Regions from separate parts of the Sus scrofa genome. Here region 1 is linked to region 2. Evidence: chromatin contacts called from public Hi-C data. All regions are on one chromosome and are shown on one strand. Each heading gives the region's core, a stretch centred on a gene start, on an enhancer-like site or on the middle of the called end of the contact. The rest is flanking DNA. Distances are from core to core; before and after follow the strand shown. Region 1 overlaps LOC110257052 (a long non-coding RNA gene). Region 2 holds the start of LOC106506214 (collagen alpha-1(I) chain).

Region 1 (3,527 bases), core at 171-2,670, 160 kb after region 2:
GAGGTCATGGGATCCAGCCCACAGGGAAGCAGTAACCTTAGGCAGGAGCAGGTACAGGAGAGGAGGAAGGCGGGCCAGCCTATATATATTTGTAGAACTTCTGTTTTGATAGCTTCCAATTTTACAGTGAAATGATAAGCCTTGTCTGTTCTGGGTTTTGTGATGGTGGTGGAGATGGTGCTGGAGGTTTATGGAGAGAATGGAGACTGACGGATTGGGAAAATGGCACAGAAAGTGCCTGCTTGAGATTTATGGTCATGAATTCAAATGGGGGCTTTGGGATTTTCTCCAGGACCATTCAGCTGCACAGTATCTGCAGAGCTGGATTTAACTACAGTTGTAATTTTGTCAAGTGAGTGACAAAGTGAAAGAGGGGCAAGAAAGTCGAAGTTTTATGGAAGGGAGAGATGATAATTTCCTGTGCGACTGAAGGAGGGATATGGATATTGTGTGTGGGTGAAGGACAAGTGTAGAGATGGCAGGATCATTGGGTTGAAGGACCTGGTGGGTTCAAAGGATTATATGGTCAGGGTTCTAGAGGGAGTGAGAAAGAAAAAAGTGATGGTCCATGGGTGGAGCAGATGAATTGAGGTTATGGAGGGGTGGCAGTTGTTAGGAATGATGTCAAGGCTCAAGACGGGATCATGAAAGTGACTGCGGCAGGGCAGAGAGCGTGATGGCTAGAGGATTAAGTTCTACAGAGAGGAATGATTTAGAAGAATCATCTAAATTAGTGATCAGCAAACTATGGCCCCTAGCCACATCCAGTCTGCTACCTGTTTTTTAAATAAAGTTTTATTGGAACACAGACATGCCTATTCTTTTTTGTATTTTCTGTGTCTGCTTTTCATGCTGTGGTGGCAGCATTGAAAACCAAAGATATTTGTTATCTGGTTCTTTACAGGAAAAGTTTGCCCACCCCTGATCTAAGTGAATATTAATTTCACTGTTATTTATAATATTATGTGAATAAGCAATGTTCTACAACAAATTTCAACCAATGTAGTTTCCTATAGTAAATATTCATGGTATAATGTTTGTAAGCCAGTTGCCTTTGAAACTGTGGAAACTTTTCAATATTACATAAAACTCTTTGCTCTTCTTTGTAAACATACATTCTCTTCAACTTTATGAGGTCAAGATACAGAATAAATATCGATCTAACTTGTATGAGATGCTAACAGTTTTGTAAATATTCACCAAATATTTCCCTGTTTTAATTATGAGATGAAGGATAAGCTTCCTGCTCTGTCTTCTTAAACCACCTCTATGTCAGCTAAAGCTGAGTTAAGGAATACAGCGTTTTTAATTCTCATTTCTCTTGGTTATGAGTTCCAGTTGTGTCATATTAGTGGGTCAGTCCTGTAACTGATTAAATACTATGAGATCAGCATATAAATACTCTGTCCTTCTTTTAAAACCTCAGCTCCACCTGCAGATGAGTCAGGGAACTGTGATACTCTAGAGAGTCCTTCCTGGCTATTTCATCTAAGTAGTTCTGCCTGCTAATCTCACCCCATTCATTTTCTTCATAGTAATTATGCAAATTATGTGAAACAAGTCAGATTATTTTCACTCACTGTCAAAATTTTCATTCACCTTTCCCAATTTTTGTAGATATTTGGGATTTTAGATAGATTTATATTAGTGGTATACTGTATTTTTCACTGTATAACTTTTCTTTCAAACAGCATTTCATTCACTTTCTATTTTGAAAATTGACACTTTTTAGCCTTACTTCTATGATTAAATTAAAATATTCTCACTCACCTTTTCTGTATCATAACTGCTCCATTCTTGAATCACCCCTTGTTAGAGAGGGGTTGAGTACTTTTGCGTGTGTGTGTGGGGGGGTAACAACATGTGGAGAGTATATTTTCTTAGCTCTGCAGATGTGTTAATATCTTTTTTTTCTCTCACATGAGCGACAATAGTGGCTTGCTATGGAATTATTGAGTCATACTTGCTATGTTTCAAACCTCTAGATGTAGTTCCATTGCCTCTGGTAACAACTGCCTTGGAGCAAAAGTCTTAAGGTGACACGGATTTTGTGTTTTTCTCAGCAGATAACTTAAAAAATCTGATTATTTATTTTGTAAATGCAAGCGCTTCTCAAGGGAATATCTAGATGTTGGACTCTAATTTTCCTTGGTTTTTAAGATTTTTAGACTTAAGTTTTGTTGGTTTCAGGAAACCGTTCTGTTTTCTTTGTTGTTTTTATTCAGTAACTCCTGTATCTCCTTTAGAAATACCAGTTATCCAGAAGAGTGGTTTTGTATTCTCTGTCATCTTTGTCATCTCTCTAATCTCTGTTCTCTTTTTCTCTACATTCTGGAAGAATCTCTCAAATTTGCCCTTCACATCCTACCTTCTATTTTCTGCTACTTCAGTTCTTCACTTCCCCCAGGGTGGTTTTAGTTTTGCGATTGCATTTTGAGTCTCTCTTACTGTCCTTTCATATTCATCTACTGTGTTGTCAAGCCAGAATCCTGAGTCATGCTTAAGCCCTGCTGTCCCTCATGACTTCCTGTGGTCCATCAGTAGTTACATATGTTTCAACCTCCAAATATTTCTTTAAACTGTCAACTTGTCCCCACCTTGACTGCCATCACCTCAGTTCAAGGCACTGTCATCTCATCCCTGAATTCTGATCATCTGCCTTTTTGCTGCCTCTATTGTCTCTTTTAGTTCCTTCTCTATACAGTAACAATTAATACCTATGCATATACTTAAACATATTTATATTTGTGTATGTATCTATACAAATATGTACATATACACATGTATATACCCACATATACATTCACACTCAATTTCCTTTTGTAAAGTGCTGCTTTTCCTGGCTGTAACTGTCCTAGATGAGGTGACACTGCTTATCTTTCCTAATTTATCTTGGATCATTCACTAGGCACATTGGTCTTTTTATAGTTCCTCAAGCACACAGAACCCTTTTTTCACCTTAAGACATGTTGCTTTCTCTGCCAGTGATGCTCTTTACTTGCTCTTTTCATAGCTGACTCAGATTAAATACCACCCCTTCACAGAAGCCTTTCCTGACAACTTTATCTAAGTAGGTAGCCCCTGTTATTCCTCAAATAAGCACCCTGTTCATTTTCTTCATAGAAAGTGTCACATTTAAAATTATGGCTAACCCTCCAATATAAGCTACATCAAAATGGTGCTATGTCTGTTTCACTCATCTCTGTATTCTCTAACCCCATCACAGTGCTTGACTCAAAATGGGTTCTTAATAAATATTTGCCAAAACCATTAGTTTATCACTCTGTTTTCATCTTTTTCTTCCTTTTCTTTTTTTATGGCCACACCTAAAGGCAGTATATGGAAGTTCGCAGAGCTGTAGCTGCCGGCCTATGCCATAGCCATGGCAACACCAGATTTGAGCCACATCTGTGACCTACACCACAGCTTTTGACAACATTGGATCATTAACCCACTGAGCTAGGCCAGGGATCGAACGTGTATCCTCACAGAGACTATTTTGCGTTCTTAACCTGCTGAGCCACAAT
Region 2 (3,478 bases), core at 635-3,134:
TTGGAGTTACGTTTTTAGAACAGTGTTTACATATATGTAGCTGTGACCTCCCAGGAAGGGACTTTATGTGTTGGGGAGAGAAGTGTGGGAGAGAGCCAAGGAAACTGCATGGCAGGAAAGAACCCATACTTTAAAGCAAAGGACCCCAAAGTGGCAGGTCCCCAGGGAATTGTCTTAGTTTGAGCTAACTTACCCTGAACATGACAAGTGCTGTGCCTGGATTCTTGCATTCTCTCACTCATCCTCATGCCAAGGCACTGAATACTAAGGCCTCGGGTTCAGCCACTTGATGGAGGATGCCCAGCTAGTAAGTTAAAGAGGCCAAGTTTGAACCTGGCTGCAAGTACTACAGTATAAAACCTCAATCCTGGACCAGCCACATGAAGACTCTTTCAGGAAAATTAGCTATCACCCTTGCCCATCTCATCCTGCAGTAGGGTCACTTCCGTTGCACACTCAGGCTGGGAGAGTGCTGCTGTTGACTTACTAGGGGAAGGCCTTTCTTATCGCCCCCCCAAAAGAGCTCCAGGCGGTGTCCCAGATGACCGGCAGCCCCTCAAAGGGTTACACTGTCAACTACCGATAAGGGTTCAAATAAAGTGCAGGACGTCGCGACACTTGGCCCCTTGGCCCAGTCATTGCACTAATATCTAAGTAATGCTATCTTGTCGGTTAATTGCTCCTTTTGTTCCTTGAAGTGGGAAGTGTTACAAAGTGAGTTTTTATTCACTCAGAAAACAGGCTCTAGATGTCTCTTACACCTGCCCCACCAACTGGATGGCAAGAGCTTTGCTTCCCCGGCACGTCCTCCTCCTCCTTCCTTCCCACCCTCAGGTTACGTTTAGGATGGAGAGTCAGGTAGGTAGGTACCTGCCTTTCCCTCCTACCGTTAACAGCTTCTGGCCGGAACCCAAGCTCGCGGCCCGTAACCCCCCGGGTCCCCGCTCGAGTGTGAGCGCGGGAGTGTGAGCGCCGGGAGGTGCGAGCAACAGACTCGCGAGCAGCCGCTTGTTGCTCCTGCTGCCGCGTCGTGGGGAAGTGAAAATGAAATTGACTTTTCCGAGAAATGATGAAAGCCGTGCGGCCGGCCAATGAACGGCGGCGGCGAACTTCCGCACCTCCCGGCCGGGCTGCTCGAGCCCTCCCTCCGCCTCCACCTCCCGGTTGCACAAGCTTGAAACAAACACTGGGGAGGAAGGGCGGAGGGAGGAGGGAGGAGGGAGGAGGGGGGAGCGAGGGAGGGAGGGAGGGAGGGAGCGAGGCTGGCAGGAGGGCGGGGGGTGGGGGGATTTCCAGCCTCAGCGCTTCGCAGTTTCCTCTCCTTGTTTTGCTTTCGATCTGGACTGTTCTCAGGCAAGCCGGGGAGTAACTTTTAGTTTTGCTCCTGCGATTATTCAACTGACGGGCTTTCATTTCCATTTCACACACCCTAGCAACACTTAAGCCTTGCGGAATTGTATTGGTAGCGTGAAAAAGCACACTGAGAGGTAACATTTTTCAAATAATAGTTGTGACTGTGCGTGTGTGTTTTTCTCGAGGGCATGTTTATGAGGACTGGAGGGGATCTGTGTGTGCGCGCGTCCTGATGGTTTGACACGATGTTTGGCAGACGGAAAATGCTGAGGTTCATAAATATTAATACTGATTTTTGGAGGAACAGTCGGCGCTATTATGGATCATCTGATTTTAGGGAAAGCAGGTTTCTGCTGCTGTTGCTGCTGCTACTGGGGCTGCTGAGGCTGCAAGGAGGAGGAGGAGGTAAAGAGGGAGGAGGAGGAGGAGGAGGTTAGTGGAGGTTTAATTTCACTTTTGGATTTGCAGATGCGGAGAGGTGGCTCCATGGACACAGACCTGCTCTGTGTGATTCTGCACCCCAGGTGTTGGGGGGGGTGCAGGACTGTTGGAGTCGGGCCTCCTTTTAAAACAAAATTATCGGGTGCATGTGGGTGCGTGTGTATGTTTACAGACGCCGTAGCCACCAGATCCTAAGGAGAGAAGCGGGTCCTTCTCGGTGCCCGGCGGCAGTGGCTCTCTCCCGGCAGCTTCTGGCATAAATAGACAGGAACCCGCCGACCGCCCGCAGCCTGCGCCCCGCGTCTGGCCGGGAGAGGCACCTCCCGCCGCGGCCAAAGGAAACTTGATGCGGAGCCCGGCGGCGGTCCCAGGGCTCGCCCGCCTGCCGGACTCGGGGAAGGGTCGCGGGCGTCGGGTGCCAGCGGCCGGGGCCGGCGGGCGGGCTCGGAACCCGGCTGGGCGCCGGGCCTGGCCGGCGCGCCCGGCTTCCTGGGGGCTGGGCCGCTGCCGCCACCGCCCGGGAGGGACGCCGCGTCCTCCTTCCCGCCGGCCAGCGCCCGGGCTGGCCCTGGGGCCTTGTCGATGCACTTGTCCCGGCGCGCCGGGGGCTCGGGCGGCGCGTCCTGGGAGGGCGCCGCGCCCAGGGGTCAGCGGCCCCGGCCGCGGCCTAGCGCCGGGCGCCTCCGGGTCCCCGCGGGCGCCCCCGGGCCGGCCTCGCGCGCTGGGCCTGACCCGCCTCGGCTACGGAGCGGGCGAGGTGGGGGCGGGGAGCCTCCGGGGACCGAGCGGCGCCCTGCTGGCAAGCCCGGGTGCCGGCTCCCCTGGGGGTCCCGGGGCGCGGGCGGCGGCGGGGTGGGGACGCGTGTGCCCGCCCCGCGCCCTCCGATCCCGCTCGGGGCGCCGAGTGGCATTCGCCCGCCGGCCAAACGTGGTTGGTGCAAAGCCGCGGCCGCCACTTCCTTTCCGCCTCGCGGGCCGGGCTCGCCCACCAAGCGATGCCCGCTGTGGCCGATCGTGGCGCCCGCCCGCTCGCGGGGCTACGGCCTGGGACCCGGCCCCGAGAGGGCTCGGGCAGCCTTTCCAAGTTCCAGGGGCTTCAGGATGCAACTCATCCCCTTCCGAGGACGCACTGGCGTCTGGGTTTGGGCCGCACGTGTGGCTGCGTTGGCCGCCCTCACCCCCTTGCCCCTTTAGAGGGGAAGAAGAGGGCAGGAGGCTGGCAGCCAGAGCCGGGCTCAGAAACGGTCTTCCCAGCGCCGGACGAGGTGCCCGAGTCAGTCGGTGTAGGCAGGACCCCTGGTCATCGGCTGTGAACGTGACCCCTGGGACTGGCAGTCGAGGTTGCCCCATACTTGCGGCTTGGCGTTTAGTAGTTTTCACCCCCTCTGTATAGTGTTTGTAACTTAGGGATATTTTACCCGCTCCCTTCCCCCAGTGTGGGCTACGGGTAGTGCTCCCAGCCCTGGGTTAAGAATATTCGGAGGTTTCCTAGTTGAGGAAAAGTGCCAGCATTTACCTTCTGCCACTGGCCTCCCTGTTGCTGTGACTAGGTCTGCTTTTGATGAATGGCAAGGGAGGGTGGAGGATAGTTACATTTCCTGTTGTGGATTTTCAGGAATCACCGAGGTTGCTGTCAAGCTTGCATTCACTTATTAGTTTTCAAACCGACTGCAGATAACATTGG

Evidence for each region. A called contact is a pair of places that touch in the nucleus more often than the background predicts.
Region 1: a Hi-C map of embryonic fibroblasts shows a contact between it and region 2, with 2.6 times the contacts expected there. The contact joins the enhancer-like site here to the promoter of LOC106506214 in region 2. A contact is called at or near these places in 1 of 5 promoter capture datasets (liver), 8 of 47 Hi-C or Micro-C datasets (alveolar macrophages, embryonic fibroblasts, fetal skeletal muscle and 3 more) and 2 of 2 datasets of contacts at active chromatin or transcription factors (alveolar macrophages and skeletal muscle).

What each region holds. Positions count from the first base shown.
Region 1 is chr15:45,472,809-45,476,335 of Sscrofa11.1, reverse strand. All of the region lies in intron 1 of LOC110257052 (a long non-coding RNA gene), which reads left to right. Among named protein-coding and RNA genes, the nearest start is that of ENPP6, 33 kb to the right of the region's middle. Within about 2 kb of position 1,420, at least 4 of the 83 cell types and tissues checked have an H3K27ac peak or open chromatin away from gene starts, as enhancers often do. A contact at or near this core is called in alveolar macrophages and embryonic fibroblasts, where this site is marked.
Region 2 is chr15:45,632,563-45,636,040 of Sscrofa11.1, reverse strand. It overlaps LOC106506214 (collagen alpha-1(I) chain), which reads left to right and starts at 1,884. Exons shown (of 1, transcript XM_021075624.1): 1 at 1,884-3,478. The coding sequence starts at 2,377. The coding sequence ends at 2,988. The region is part of intron 4 of IRF2 (interferon regulatory factor 2); the gene reads left to right.